Linked DNA regions of Sus scrofa: region 1 is linked to region 2. A link is a contact called in public Hi-C data. All regions are on one chromosome and are shown on one strand. The core of a region is the stretch at or near the end of the contact, and the rest is flanking DNA. Distances in the headings are between cores, read along the strand shown. Region 1 holds the start of CD109 (CD109 antigen). Region 2 holds the start of COL12A1 (collagen alpha-1(XII) chain).

Region 1 (7,226 bases), core at 663-3,162, 1.5 Mb after region 2:
TTTTCAAAGACTCCTTCTGCTTCCAGGACAGAGACGGTGAGGTTGGCTGCCATCTTGACCAGCTCCGCTTTCACAGTGACCTGTGAGGGGCTGTGTTCCAGAAGTTCCACCCCAATAGTCACGTTTCCTCCTGGCCGGATGATCCCAGGGGCTGTTACCAGAAACCTGGGCCTAAAGAGTTCCCCACGGGGGGAAAACAAAATTTCTTATCCTCATATCTCCATTCTTTTGAGATCCTCAAATTTCACAGATAGGGAGACAGACCCGCATGCTTGTCCACTGCAACTATTCCAAATAATATTGACCCCCCTGCTCCATTTAGCAAATAAAATGCTGTTGAAACAACAATAATTCTCACTAATCCATTTTTTCATCCAGTTTTCTCGAGATTTAATTGATATATAGTGCCATGTAACTTTAAGGTGTACAGATAATGATTTAACTTACATACATTATGAGATGATTATCACAATAAGTTTAGTGAACAATCATCATCTCATAGATACAAAATTAAAAAAGATACATTTTTTCACTGTGATCATAACTCTAAGGATTTACTCTCTTAATAACTTTCACACATAATGTAGAGCAGTATTAAATATATTTATCATGTTGCACATGCCCATCAATCAGTTTTAATGCAGTAATTCGTGCACCGCTAGAGGACAGTGTCATTATTTCCATGCTACAAACCAGAAGTAGCACAGGATGGCTTACACTGGGACATGCAGACAATACTTGGAAAGTACAAGCCTCTGTACTTCTCCTTTACAGAAGACATCATCCCAGAGTGATTTTTTTTTTCTTGGCTTAAAGGCCCCCCCACCCACACACAAACACACACAAATACACATACACACAAACATGCACTTGTGGATTTTGCCTGTTTCTTATCTTGGGCATCTACTCAAGAAAACATCATCTAACCAACACCACTGATCAAAATATACCAACTGAAATGAAACTATCAGTAGTGACATTTCCAGGTGGAGCAGAGCATAAAAATCGCTAAAACAGCACTTTCTCTGCCAAAGCTAGTGGTTAGGGATCAAGGGCAAAAACTCAGGGCGGGGGAGGGGGGAGAGTGATTTCCATTAATGAGGTGTCTCCTTAGTTATCTTCCTATAAAATCTGCACCTGAACCCATAAGCCACCTCAGCTACACCTTGCCAATGCCAAAGTTCAGACATCTTGTTTGGAAAAACAGGCATGCAAAAAATATCTTTAAGAGAAGAAGGCACATTATTTGAAAGCAAAAAGTTGAGAAAAGCGCAGAGGCAACGTGGACTAAAAATAAAAGGACTGTCTTTAAGAAAGCAGTTATGGCCAAAGACGCTGAAACAACCTCGTGGCTGGAGAAAGTCACTGCCCCCTGCCGAGCTGAACGATGTAGGATCAGAGCTCCAAGCCCCCGCCCCAAGCCCGCGCCCCAAGCCCCCCTACCCGGGGGCCGCCGCCAGCACCGAGCTCCACATGCAGACCAGGTGGGCGGCTGTCACGAGCAGGGGGCCCAGCATCTCAGCGGCGTCCGCCGGGCAACGCGAGCTCTCGAGGCAGTCGGCAAGGCACTGCGGGGTGTGGCCCTCCACCTCTTCCCGGGTGTCTCCCTGACTCTGGAGTTCAGCAGTCTGCACTGGGCGCGCCCGCCAGTCGAGCGAGGGATCTAAATCTAGCCGGGACCCGGCGGCTCCTCCCCTCCCGCCTCATCACAATGGCGCTCCCGGGCGATCAGCCTGGCCCGGCCCGCGCCCTACCTCCCGGCGGGAACACCGGGCGCCCGCTTCCCGGCCACCGTGCCCCTCGGGCTGTTTACACTAGCGCCCCAGCAGCGGTGCCCAGAGCGCCTAAACAGTCCCATCCTTGTGTGGAGAAATTCATAGCGGCTCTGCGGTGGAAAAAAATCAGTCATTGTCCTGCAGACTCTGAGTCAGAACTTTGGAGAAATGGCAAACACGCGCGCGCGCGCACATATGCACACACACTCTCACACAACACACACACACACACACGTGCCAAACAGAAGTGTATTTTCTGGTACTTCTTTAACGTATAGGAGCAGACACAAGAGAAAAACTTGTTTTCCTTAAAACAAAAATTGTTTGCCACTCCAGGAAAATGTCGTTGCTCAGTTTTTGTTTTTGTTTTTGTTTTTGTTTTTTTTTAAAAAAAAAAGGAAGAAAATTCTGGCACATAATAAAGTTAGGTGTTGCTCCTGGAACTCTGAGAAACAATTATGCGGGGAGATGCTACAGAGAGTACCCATTAGCACCGTGACGTTTGGAGCGATTTGTGTAAACACAGAAGAAGAGTGGCTTTCCTGCCCATGGAGGCCAGTGGCCCAGGGTGCCCTGAGCCCCAGATCCTGCGTCCCCACTGGTCTGCAGCCCCTTCCCAGCTCCTTGGCGCTGTCACCAACTTCAGATGACTCAGGTTTCACCATGACTACACCATACAAGCAGAGAACTTCCAGAAACTGTTGGAAAACGGGCACATTCAGTCCCTCGCAACTTGAAGTTTCTAATTCATGGGGGAAAGTTTTAGACGGTGACATTTTAATACCAGGCAAAATGCAGAAGAAGAGGTCAGCAAAGAGTAGCCTCCTCACAGAGCTAGGCGCTAATTAAGGGGAAGAGTAGCACCTAGACAAGCTGTGGTTTTGAAGTCCAGGAACTTGCCTTCCTCTCCTTCCTGTTCCACCCTTTTTCACCCGCGCAACAGCTTTCAGAGGCTCTGTGTCCTCACATCTCCTACACATTCCTATCTTTAGTGGCAGATTTCCTGTACAGGCAGGGCTTGGTTAAAATAAAAAAGGTTGGAGTGAGTCCTTGGGTACAGGTCCAGTCCCTGATGCAGCGGTTTACTGCCTGTATCGTCTCCCCACCTCTGTCGCTCTGGGTCAAGAAGGGGCTGTGTCAGAATGTAAATCAGTGCTTCTCAAACTCTAGCGTGTATGAGAATCACAGTAAAAGGGAGATGCTGATTCAGCAGCTCTGGCATAGGGACTGAAATTCTGCTTTATTTCTCAACCTACTATGGGCCACGGAGAGTCTAAGGTAGAGGTAATTTGGGAGCACTTTTGATGAGAAAAAAACTAGTTGGGAATTTAGAGAAAAGGCTCTTCAAGTTTCACTTCATAAAATGGATCGATAAATCTAGATTTATTCTAGAGGCAGGCAAATGTAAAAAGGACTCCAAAAGATTAGTTGTTAATGTGGTATTCCAAGAAGACTTCTAGAAGGGGTTAGAACCACCTAGTTGTTTTATAAAATTAAATCTGTGCAGATTTTAAATTGATGCAACCTCCCTGTTTATGTGTTCCTTCTCATAATAGGTAAGAAAAGCTTAACCATACAAAAATTTAACCATGTGGATTTGCACAGAGATAAAGCTCAATAAAATTAGTTAAATGAATTAATGAAAAATGCTCTTCTCAGACTTTTTTTAATTAATTAAGAAAAAAGTTATCTGAGGAGTTCCCGTTGTGGCGCAGTGGTTAACGAATCCAACTAGGAACCATGAGGTTTCAGGTTCGATCCCTGGCCTTGCTCAGTGGGTTAAGGATCTGGTGTTGCCGTGAGCTGTGGTGTAGGTTGCAGAGTTGGCTCAGATCCCACATTGCTGTGGCTCTGGCGTAGGGCAGCGGCTACAGCTTGGATTAGACCCCTAGCCTGGGAACCTCCATATGCCTCGGGAATGGCACTAGAAAAGGCAAAAAGACAAAAAATAAAATAAAATAAAGTAGAGTTGATTTATTAGACCAAGCCCATGTGCCCAACGCACAGTGAGGCCAAACAAACCAAAACTTCAGAGTTTGGAGCAGAGAAAGGTTTATTGCATGGCCGTGCAAGGACACCAGTGGCTCATACCCCCAAAATATCCCGAACTTCAAACTTTGGAACCAACATTGCAAAGCATTTTTAAAGGCCAACTGAGGGAGGGGCGTGGTTGGTTGCAAACTTTTTTTTTAATTGCTCAATGAATTGTATTACACTTATAGTGGTACAATGATCATCACAACCAAATTTTATAGCATTTCCATCCAAAACTCCCAGCACATCCCCCCACCCCCACCCGGTCTCATTTGGAAACCATAAGTTTTTGAAAGTCTGTGAGTCAGTATCTGCTCTACAAAGAAGTTCATTAGTTCATTGTGTCATTTATTTAGATTCCACATGTAAGTGAGAGCATATGATGTTGGTGTCTCATTGTCTGGCTCACTTCACTTAGCATGATCGTTTCTAGGTCCATCCATGCCACAGCAACACAGGATCCGAGCCACATCTGCGACCTACACCACAGGTCATGGCAATGCCAGATCCTTAACCCACTGAGAGAGGCCAGGGATCAAACCCACAACCCCATGGTTACTAGTCATTTCCGCTGTACCACAATGGGAACTCCTGTTGCAAACTTTTTTATTTTTATTTATTTATTTATTTATTTATTTTTGGTCTTTTTGCTATTTCTTGGGCCGCTCCTGCGGCATATGGAGCTTCCCAGGCTAGGGGTTGAATGGGAGCTATAGCCGCCAGCCTACGCCAGAGCCCCAGCAACGTGGGATCCCAGCCGCGTCTGCAACCTACACCACAGCTCACGGCAATGCTGGATCATCAACCCACTGAGCAAGGGCAGGGATGGAATCCGCAACCTCATGGTTCCTAGTCGGATTCGTTAACCACTGCGCCATGATGGGAACTCCCTCCTGTTGCAAACTTGATGCAGAAATCCTTTGTTCTTGTAGCTGCCAACAGAGGTCAGGTCATGATGTTCCTGTAGACCTGCAACAAAATACATGTTATACTTTACCGAGAGGAGCTAAAGCAGAGGATATGGGGGATGGCCTGCCCCAAGAAGGCCCTAAAGGGTCCTGCTCTGTTACAGTTTTACAATATCATGCCAATTTCTGCTATATAGCAAAGTGACTCAGCTCTACATATATGTACATTCATTTTTATCTAATATTATTTTCCATCATTGTCTATCTCAGGAGGCTACATATAGTTCCCTGTGCTATACAGTAGGACCTTATTGTTTATCCATTCTAAATGTAATAGTTTGTGTCTACTAACCCCAAATCTCTGTCCGTCCTACTCCCTCCCCCATCCCCTTTGGCAACCCCAAGTCTGTTCTCTATGTCTGTAAGTCTGTTTCCTAGATAGGTTCACTTATGCCATATATTCTACATATAAGTGATATCATGTGGTATTTGTCTTTCTCTTTCTGACTTATTTCACTTAGTATGATCATCTCTAGTTGCATCCGTATTGCTTGAAGCATTTCATTTCTTTTTACGGCTGTGTAGATTATTTCATTTCTTTTTACGGCAGAGTGTATATTTACCACATCTTTTGTTTGTTTGTTTTTTTTTTTCTTTTTATGGCCACACACACAGCATATGGAAGTTTCCTGGTTAGGGGTCAAATCGGAAGTGCAGCTGCCAGCCTACAACACAGCCATAGCAATGCTGGATACAAGCCTCATCTGTGACCTACACCACAGCCCATGTCAATGCCAAATCCTTAACCCACTGAGTGAGGCCAGGGATTGGACTCGAATCTTCATGGATACCAGTGGGGTTCCTAACCCACTGAGTCATGATGGGAACACCTGTACCACATCTTCTTAATCCATTCATCTGTTGATAGACATTTATGTTGTTTCCATGTCTTGGCTATTGTAAATAGTGCTGCAGTGAACACAGGGGTGCATGTATCTTTTTGAATTAGTTTTATCTGGATATATGGCCCTGAGTGGGATGGCCAAATCACATGTTAATTCTATTTTTACTTTTCTGAGGAAACTCCCTACTGTTTTCCACAGTGGTTGCAACAACTTACAGTCCCACCAACAGTGTAGGAGGGTTACCTTTTCTCCACACCTTCTCCAGCATTTGTTATTTGTAGACTTATTAATGATGGCCATTCTGACAAGTGTGGGGTGATACCTCATTGTAGTTTTGATTTGCATTTCTCTATAATCAGTGATGTTGAACATCTTTTTATGTGCCTACTGGCCATCAGTATGTCTTCTTTGGATAAATGTCTATTTAGTTCTTCTGCCCATTTTTTGACTGGGTTTTTTTTTTTTTTTTTTTTTTTTTTTTTGCTGTTGAGTTGTATGAGTTGTTTGTATATATTGGAGATTAAGCCCTTGTTGGTTTCATTATTTGCAACTGTTTTCTCCCAATCTGTAGGTTTTCTTTATTTCCTTTACTGTGCAAAAGCTTGTATGTTTGATTAGGTCCCATTGGTTTATTTTTGGTTTTATCTCTATTGCTTTGGGAGACTGACCTAAGAAAAATTTGTACAGTTGATGTCAGAGAATGTTTTACTTACGTTCTCTTCTAGGTGTTTTATGATATATTGTCTTATATTTAAGTCTTTAAGCCATTTTGAGTTTATTTTTGTGCATGGTGTGAGGGTGTGTTCTAGTTTCATTGATGTACATGCAGCTGTCCAATTTCCCAGCATACTTGCTAAAAAAGACTGTCTTTTTCCTATTTTATATTCTTGCCTCCTTTGTAGAAAATTAATTGATATCATGGTATCTGGGTTTATTTCTGGGTTCTCTGTTCTGTTCCATTGGATCTGTATGTCTGTTTTTGTACAAGTACCACACTGTTTTGATTATTGTAGCTTTGCAATATTGTCTTAAGTCTGGGAGAGTTATGCCTTCTGCTTGGTTTTTGTTCCTCAGGATTACTCTGGCAATTCTGGGTCTTTTATGGTTCCATATAAATTTTTGGATTATTTGTTGTAGTTCTGTGAAAAAAAACATGGGTAATTTGATAGGGTTTGAATTAAATCTGTAGATTGCTTTGGATAGTATGGGCATTTTAATGATCTTAATTCTTCCAATCCAAGAGCATGGGAGTATCTGTCCATTTCTTTGAATCCTCTTTAATTTCCTTGATTAATGTTTTATAGTTCTCAGTCTATAAGTCTTTCATCTCTTTGGTCAGTTTTATTCCTAGTGTTTTATTTTTGCTGCAATTTTAAAAGGTATTTTTTTTACATTCCCTTTCTGATATTTCATTGTTGGTACACAGAAATGCAACTGATTTATGAATATTAATCTCGTATGCTGCTTCTTTGCTGAATTTGTTTATCAGAAATAGTAGTTTTTGTTTGGAGTCCTTAAGGATTTATATATATAGTATCATGGCATCTGCATATAGTGACAGTTTTACCTCTTCCTTTCCAATCTGGATACCTTTCATTTCTTTT
Region 2 (7,046 bases), core at 2,536-5,035:
CCACATACGTGGAGGGTGCTGGTGTGTTTCAACTTGCCTATAGCTCACCTGTTCCTCACTCCTGCCGTCACTGCCTTTCTGCCTCTGATCATCCGTGCAGATGCCTCCTCTCTTCACACTCTTAGCTCTAAGGGACCACAAAGGCTTTCTTCACCAAGCCCCTTCGAGCTCACTCTGGGGACGGCCCGCGTGCAGCCTGAAGAGCTGGGTCCAGGTTCTCTTTCCCACCCCCATAACGGAAATGGGCAAGAACTTGCAATGGCACCAACTCTAGTCTGTCACCAGGAAGCTGGCTGTGTAAACCGCCAGCAAATCAAAGAAGAGGTCGCTTTTGCCTTTTTAGAAGCTAAGGCCGGTCTGTGTAATCTGCAAGCCTTCCTGAAATGAGCACCCCTTCCTTTGTTGACCCCGACCAGAACCTCGAAACAGCCTTAGCGCAAGATTTCCTCTAGGCAGCTAACTCACAGGCACACGGAAACTTTTTGTCACCTCACTCGATCCTCCGTCCTTCTCTGTAGAACAGGTCAACTTCCAGCCTTCACGTTCTAGAACTTTGACGTCCGACGCCAGGGTCCGCCGTTACCGCTAGATCGCGCTGTCGGACAAGAAATCTGAAGCTCGGGAGCCGCCGGGAACCCAGGAGCCGAAGGGAGAAGAGGTGGGCGCAGTCGATGGGGAGAGAGGACTAATGAAGGTCCCAGGATGTGGCTGAAGGAGCAAAAGCCACAGAAAAACCCGAACTGAATAAATCCGACAAGATCTGCCTCCCATGGATAAATAACCAGTTGTTGCAAACGTTAATGGGTCCCAAGGGGTGTTAAGAACCCGACACACTAATGAAGGGCACAGATTGGAAAGGGGTTTACACCTTTTTTACGCATTTCCCCGCTTTCCGTACTAGGAGTCCAGCAGAAGGGCCCCAGAGGCCAAACAGTGTAGAAGGGGTGCTGGGAGGCGCCCCCCAAGACGCACCCTTGGTTGCGTTTACGTGGCATCCTTGTCCCCTGTGAGTGCGTGTGCTTGAACTAGCTTGTGGATCTGGATCTGTGTACTTCCCCACCCGGGCGTCCCCTCCCTTCTTCTCTCAACCGACTCTGGAAACTCTGCTTATGATCTTTTTTTTTTGTCCTGAGGGTTGGAGGGCTTTTGCAGCGGGTGGTTTACATCGGCTACATCTTCTTTGCAACTTTTTTTTTTCACTTTTCCCAAGTTTTATTGAAGTATGGTTGACCTAAAATGCTGTGATAATTTCTGCTGTACAGCAAAGTGATTCAGTTGTATATGTACACACATCCAGTCTCTTTCAGATTCTTTTCTTACATAGATGACCACAGAATATTGGGTAGAGTGCTCTGAGCTATAGGACAGGTCCCTGTTGGCCAGTCATTCTGTATACATCCATGTGCATATGCCTGTTTCAAACCCCCAGTCCACCACCTCCACCTGTCCCCTTTAATAACTATAAGTTTTTCAAAATCTGTCTGTTTCTGTTCTGCAAATAAGTTCATTTGTATCCTTTTTAAAAAGAGTCCACATATAAGTGATATCATATGATATTTGTCCTTCACTGTCTGATTAATTTCACTTAGGATAATCTCTAGGTCCATCCATGTGGTGCAGCAATTATTTTCAAATGTTTTAAATCAAAGCCTGTGAACTAGGATGCTTTGAGGATTCTCAGGAGGATGGCCTGTGGGTGCGCCACGCTGCTCAGGGTTGGAGAGCTGAAGCCTCTCCCACCTAGTCTAGAGTCCTCCAGCCTTGGGAAGAGGAAGCCTACTTCTGCCCTTGGCTCTCCGAGGGTCACCGACTGCTCCACTCCTGGGCTGATAGATGCTTTTGCAGCTCCAAGTCAAATGAACAGGAGAAAATTAATTTTTAAACCAAGAATATCAACAACCAGTTATGTTGCTTCCTAGTCCACATTGCCACCATAAATGAAAAAAAAAAAAGTAGTACATACACACACACACACACACACACACACACACACGCACACAACCCCCACCCCACTTGGGGAAAATGCAAACTCCAGCCAGCCTGGGTTGATGTGCAAAAGGCAGCAGTTTTCCTTTTCTAGACTGAGGTGTGGGTTTCCCCTGGGGCGTCCCTGGCGGTTCCAGGCCGAGGCGCAGCGCTCCTTGCGCGGGGTCTGGACAGCGGCTGCTGGGACTTCTCTGCTCCCCTGTTCTGTCCCCTAGGCTGTCACCCGCCCATGTGCGTCCGAGAGAAGGAGTTGAGTGAGAGTGCGGGTGAAGGCTGTCCGTAGGCGGGGGATAGGGCTCAGTGGTACCCAGGTGATCGCCGGACGCTGGGGCATGCAGGTCGTGTTGTTCACGCTCTGGGCGCTGGTGGTGGCGGAGTGAGGAATGTTTGTGCCAGACACCCAGGTTGTGAGAGTTTGACGGGGAAAAGCCCTGTGCGCTGTGTGCGTTTGGGCTCTTTGTGTGAGCTCCCGGCTGGACTTCGCGTGGGCCGTGTGTACGCGGGGAATGTGCGGAGGTGGTGATTCCCAGTTTCCTCCATTCTCTCCCTCCAGTCTGGTCTCCGGCTTTCTCCCACTTTCGCTGGGCAGCCAGTGCGTGGGTCGGGGTGCAGGGGACCGCCCTGCAAGTTCTTTTCATTCTAAAGGCAAGTTCGGGGTCTATCACGCTTGATGGAGGGAAGGCCGAATTAGCAGAAGCCAAATCAAACAGGGAAGAGAGCTTTACACTGTATACACCACTTCTATTTTGGGCGGTTAATTCCAGGAATGCCCCTCCCGCGTTCTCTTCTGCGCCCCCTCCTCCACTCCCGGAAGCTTAAACTTGCAGGAGTAACGCCTGGGCTTTGAGAAGCCCAAAGGCGCAGGGTTGGCTCCAAGAGCAACAGAAGGTTGTAATCAGAACCTTTCCTGAAGTCCTTTTCTGATGCCACAGTATAAGAAACCCGCGCTTCCTCTCGTGCGCCTAGCAGCTCTAGGTGCCAGGCTCCCCGCTGGGGGCCAAGGGGTGGAGCAGAGCGGGGAAGGGGCGGCAAAACCTGGAGACGGTGCAGGCAGGACATCCGCCGCACCTTTAACCTACAGCTCCCAGCAGTTGGGGTGGGGGAAAACTTTTTCCCCCTCTGTCGGCTTGACCGTGGGGCAGGGGTGGTTAAGCGCTAAGCTTTCTGTCTGAAGCCTCTATTTGGAACCGGGTTTGTTCCAGCCCTAGGGAGAAATTTCTAGGGTGGCCGGAACTTGTTTTTGAGAGGCTTCAAGTTCTGAGGATCCCTAGGTTTCCTACCCTTCCTTGCTCTCTTCCCTCGGCTCAAATGAAGCCTCCCAGTTCCTTCCCGAAGCCCCAAGGGGAGAAACAGTAATGGGAAAGCCATCCCCTAGCTGAGTCCCGCGCAGGCGGCCGTCCGGGTTTCCAATCGCCGGAGACTGAAAAAGACAGAAGGCGCGCCGCGTGCGCAGACAGTTAGTTAATGGAAACCCTGTAAATCGGTTTTAAGTGCACCCAGGACGGAGGGGGAGGAAGGTGTAGGTGGTGATGATGGGGGATCGGGTTAGGATGGGGTGGGGTCGGTCACATTCTTGCAGTTTTGAAAATGAGAGTCGCCTACGTCCCTCCCATTGTCCTTAAATTACAAAAATAAATCTATTAAGGAAAATCCGCACAGATAGGGAAACCCGACCTCCCCAGCCCGCCCCAAGCGGAGGAGTGAGTGGCTTCCCTTGGCAGAGAACCCGTCTGCGGCTATCCCCCTCCCCGCTTCCTCCTCCCCCTTTTCGGCCCCCTCCCCCCCTCCCTGGCGGGGCACAGCTACTACGGCGATCGCCACCTCACGCAGAAGGAATGTTCGAAGTATGCACACGTTCCCTAAAGTAGACCTCCTTCACCGCCGGAGGAGCATACATCACCCCGTGGCAGCCGTCCACCTTCTCAGGCGTTTCGTAACCGAGTAAACTGAGAGTTGGGAACAGCCCTCTATTAAGTAGCCCGCGTCGCGGAGCCTCTTCCCACTCGACGAAGGCGAGCCTTCCCAGACGCGTCCGCTCGCCGGCAGCTGCGGTCCGGGCCGTCTCCGCCTGTCCTGCCGCGCCTGCCGCTCGGACTGGGATCCTCATTCGCCTCCTCCTCCCCGGTGGCTCTGCCGCTGCCACCTCCCGGCAGCCGCCAGGTGCGCCTGGAGAGCAGCACCAATTGCTGGGCGGGCGGAGGTCACACCGAGCGCCAACTTCTACGACGCCGGGAAACCGCTGTAGCCGCTGCTGCCTAGGTCACCACCGCCTCAGGTCGGTCTGGCTTCTAGCCCCCTCACCCCAGCCCTTCCAAAGATAACTAGGGCGACTTGCTTCGAGCCTGGTCCTTGCTCTGCTCTAATCCATGAAGGATCCCGAGCGGGGGCCTTTGGGACTTTTGAGAGTGAAGATGTGCCGGATATACTGAGATTTTGCGATTCATTTATATCTTTTAGGTAGGAAGAATACAGGTTTTCTTAAGAGCGCAGGGTGGCTGTGCGTGCATAAATGTTCCATGTTCCAGTGTAGAGGGATTTCGGCTAGAGATGCTTCATTGAACTTGATAAAGTTTGCGCGGGGTTGTGTGACCGGCTTCCCTCATGGCCTCGAGATTGCCGTGGTCCAGCCTGCGCGCAGGGAAGGTATTTCAGTGACACAGGGTTCGGAATTCTTTGGAGAGCAGGCTGAGTGCTCCGCCGCTCCTCAAGGCTGCGCGGATGTATGTGGCATCTCGAGACAGATTCCTGGGCGAGGGTCCTGGCTTCTTCCTCTGCTTTTCAAAGCATCAGAGATGTTGGGTGAGTTCAGATCTCGAGGACTCGGCTTTGTCCAGCTTTACCCAGCTTCTGGAGACAGCTTCCCCTCCCGATCTATTCGGGAGTGCATTGGTGGAGGCCCTACTCAGGGTCCTGGAACCTCCATCCCATATCCTAGAGAGTGTAGGGATGGGAAAGTGTGGGCTCTGGGCTTATTTACCGAGCGGGCACCCGTAGCCAGGGAGCAGAAGAGGCATGCCGGCAGAGGCCGGAATCAGACACCCGCAGAGGCGGCAGGTGACCTTTTTGGGATTATCCGGGACCCCCCTTCCGCCACATCAACCTGGACTCTGTGGCCTTCTAAAGACCTACAGCGCTGGGGAGGACAAGAAAGGAAATGAGGGCTAAAGTCGCCCTGGGGTAACTGTTGTCGAGGTCGCTGTGGGTAGCGCAGGAGATCTGGAAGGACCCCTGCGGGGTGGGGGTGGGGATGTAATTTCCTTTAACTCTACGCGGGAGTGAAAGGACTCGGCCTCATCCAGCGGGGTGGGGGAGGGGAAGAGTCGGCCGAAGGCGATCAGTTCCTTAAGCCTACCCCCGCTCCCCCGCAACAGACTCATTTTCATTCATGAGGGTGAACTGAGGGAATCCTCGCTGCTATGTAGGGACGGCAGCTTTAAACTTCACGTCTGAGAATGCGCAATGAAGTGTTGCTAAACATTCAGACAAATGTTTTGGCTAAACGGAGAGAAAGCTTCCCCCCGCTTGCCTCGTTTTAAAAGCTTATGGACTGAATGCCTGGCTGGCTGGCTGAACTAATTGCGTTCAGAACCCGGTAGAGAAACGATTCATTGTGCCGCTGCGTCAGGAAGCCGATAGGTGGCGCTCTAGACCCAGACACTAGCCCTTCCACGACTCCGGTTTTTGTAGAGAATACAGCGGTTAAAAAAAAAAATCTGCACACAGCTTTTCGGTGGGTCGACTGTCAGCCTTTAACTTTTCATGAGCACGACTGCCAACTAAGTTGGAAATGATTATCGCAAAGTTAAGGCCAGACGACGGGAACAATGGGCCAGTCTCACCTCTTGCTTTTCACTGATGTAGAAAAGGAAGGGTTAGAATGTCAAACAGTTGCTAATTAGGAAGAAAGAAATTGCTAGAGCCCTTGGATCCCCAGAGCAGCGACAAAATTTTAATCTTGGCTTCATAAAAAGGAGCTCCGGGCAATTTGGCACGGCTGTTCATCGGACATTTAAAATGCAATTTACACTCAGGCCCAGGAAAGCTGCCCTGATATGCTGTGCCAATAATTTGGAAAACCATGGTTGGAGCTTGTCAGTTTCTTTTCTCAAAGAGGGCTCGACCTTTGGCTCATTTTTGTATTCCTAAGCATGACTTCGTTTTTCACAGGACCAGTTTGTTGCCATCTGATAATTTCTATACCTCAGAGTCAACTCTTTTTTTTTTTTTTTTTTGACTCTGGCAGCTTCCTACTTATAAGTTCATTGCTAGTAGCTTTTGTCTCTGAATTGGACCTTAGAATATTTTAGAAGATTCCCTACTACGGACACGGCACTGATTAGGCACCTACTGTGTTCTGGGAGCCACAAAAGATGAATAAGACTTTTTGTCTTTAAGGAATTAATAACCTAGTTACAGAATCAATAAAAATGAGAGTAGAATATATTCTCCTCTGGAGCATATAAACCTGTAACCTTCTGGAAAAAAATGAACAGTTAAAAGAAAAATTACTGAGAATTTAAAAAAAAAAAGTGTTGGGAAAACAAAATATTTTGTCTCTTCTCTTGCTTGTCCCTTTTTATTATGTATTATGTTTTTTCCTCATCTTGAATAAAAGATTTATCAGATGTGAAGGCTATACAGCTAGTAGGAGAGTAAAATTTTGCTTGGGCCCTGCATATTTCTGTATACTTCGTTTTAGACCTTCAAGAACTGCATATTTGTAGGCAGAACAAAATGAGGAAAAAAGAGAGTAAGAGAGGTTTATTATACTTTTCCAAATTACCCGGAGACCACGAAAGTACAGTTACCTAAAGAGTTCAGCAGCTAGGAAAAATCGGCTGGCCAAATAAAAACCCCAGCTGGAAGAGACATTGAGTTGAGCCCGGAATAAAATGACCTCTGAATTAGCCATCTCCGGGCAGGATGAAGTCACCTGGGGGCTGGTGAGGCCTTCAGCTGGGATGCTAAGCAGGACCAGCCTCCAGGAAAACAGGTCTCTCTTTAAACTTGAACTCCCCCTCTTAGTGCCCTAACTAAATTTCTGTAGATGAACTTGACTT

Evidence for each region. Hi-C and Micro-C count contacts between places; a contact is called where the count stands out from the background.
Region 1: a Hi-C map of subcutaneous adipose tissue shows a contact between it and region 2, with 1.9 times the contacts expected there. The contact joins the promoter of CD109 here to the promoter of COL12A1 in region 2. A contact is called at or near these places in 1 of 5 promoter capture datasets (fetal liver), 7 of 47 Hi-C or Micro-C datasets (embryonic fibroblasts, epiblast stem cells, fetal skeletal muscle and 4 more) and 1 of 2 datasets of contacts at active chromatin or transcription factors (skeletal muscle).

Annotation. Positions count from the first base shown.
Region 1 is chr1:92,239,167-92,246,392 of Sscrofa11.1, forward strand. It overlaps CD109 (CD109 antigen), which reads right to left and starts at 1,913. Exons shown (of 33, transcript XM_001927545.6): 1 at 1,444-1,913; 2 at 1-171. The coding sequence starts at 1,517.
Region 2 is chr1:90,740,624-90,747,669 of Sscrofa11.1, forward strand. COL12A1 (collagen alpha-1(XII) chain) reads left to right here and starts at 3,786. Exons shown (of 51, transcript XM_021092374.1): 1 at 3,786-4,261.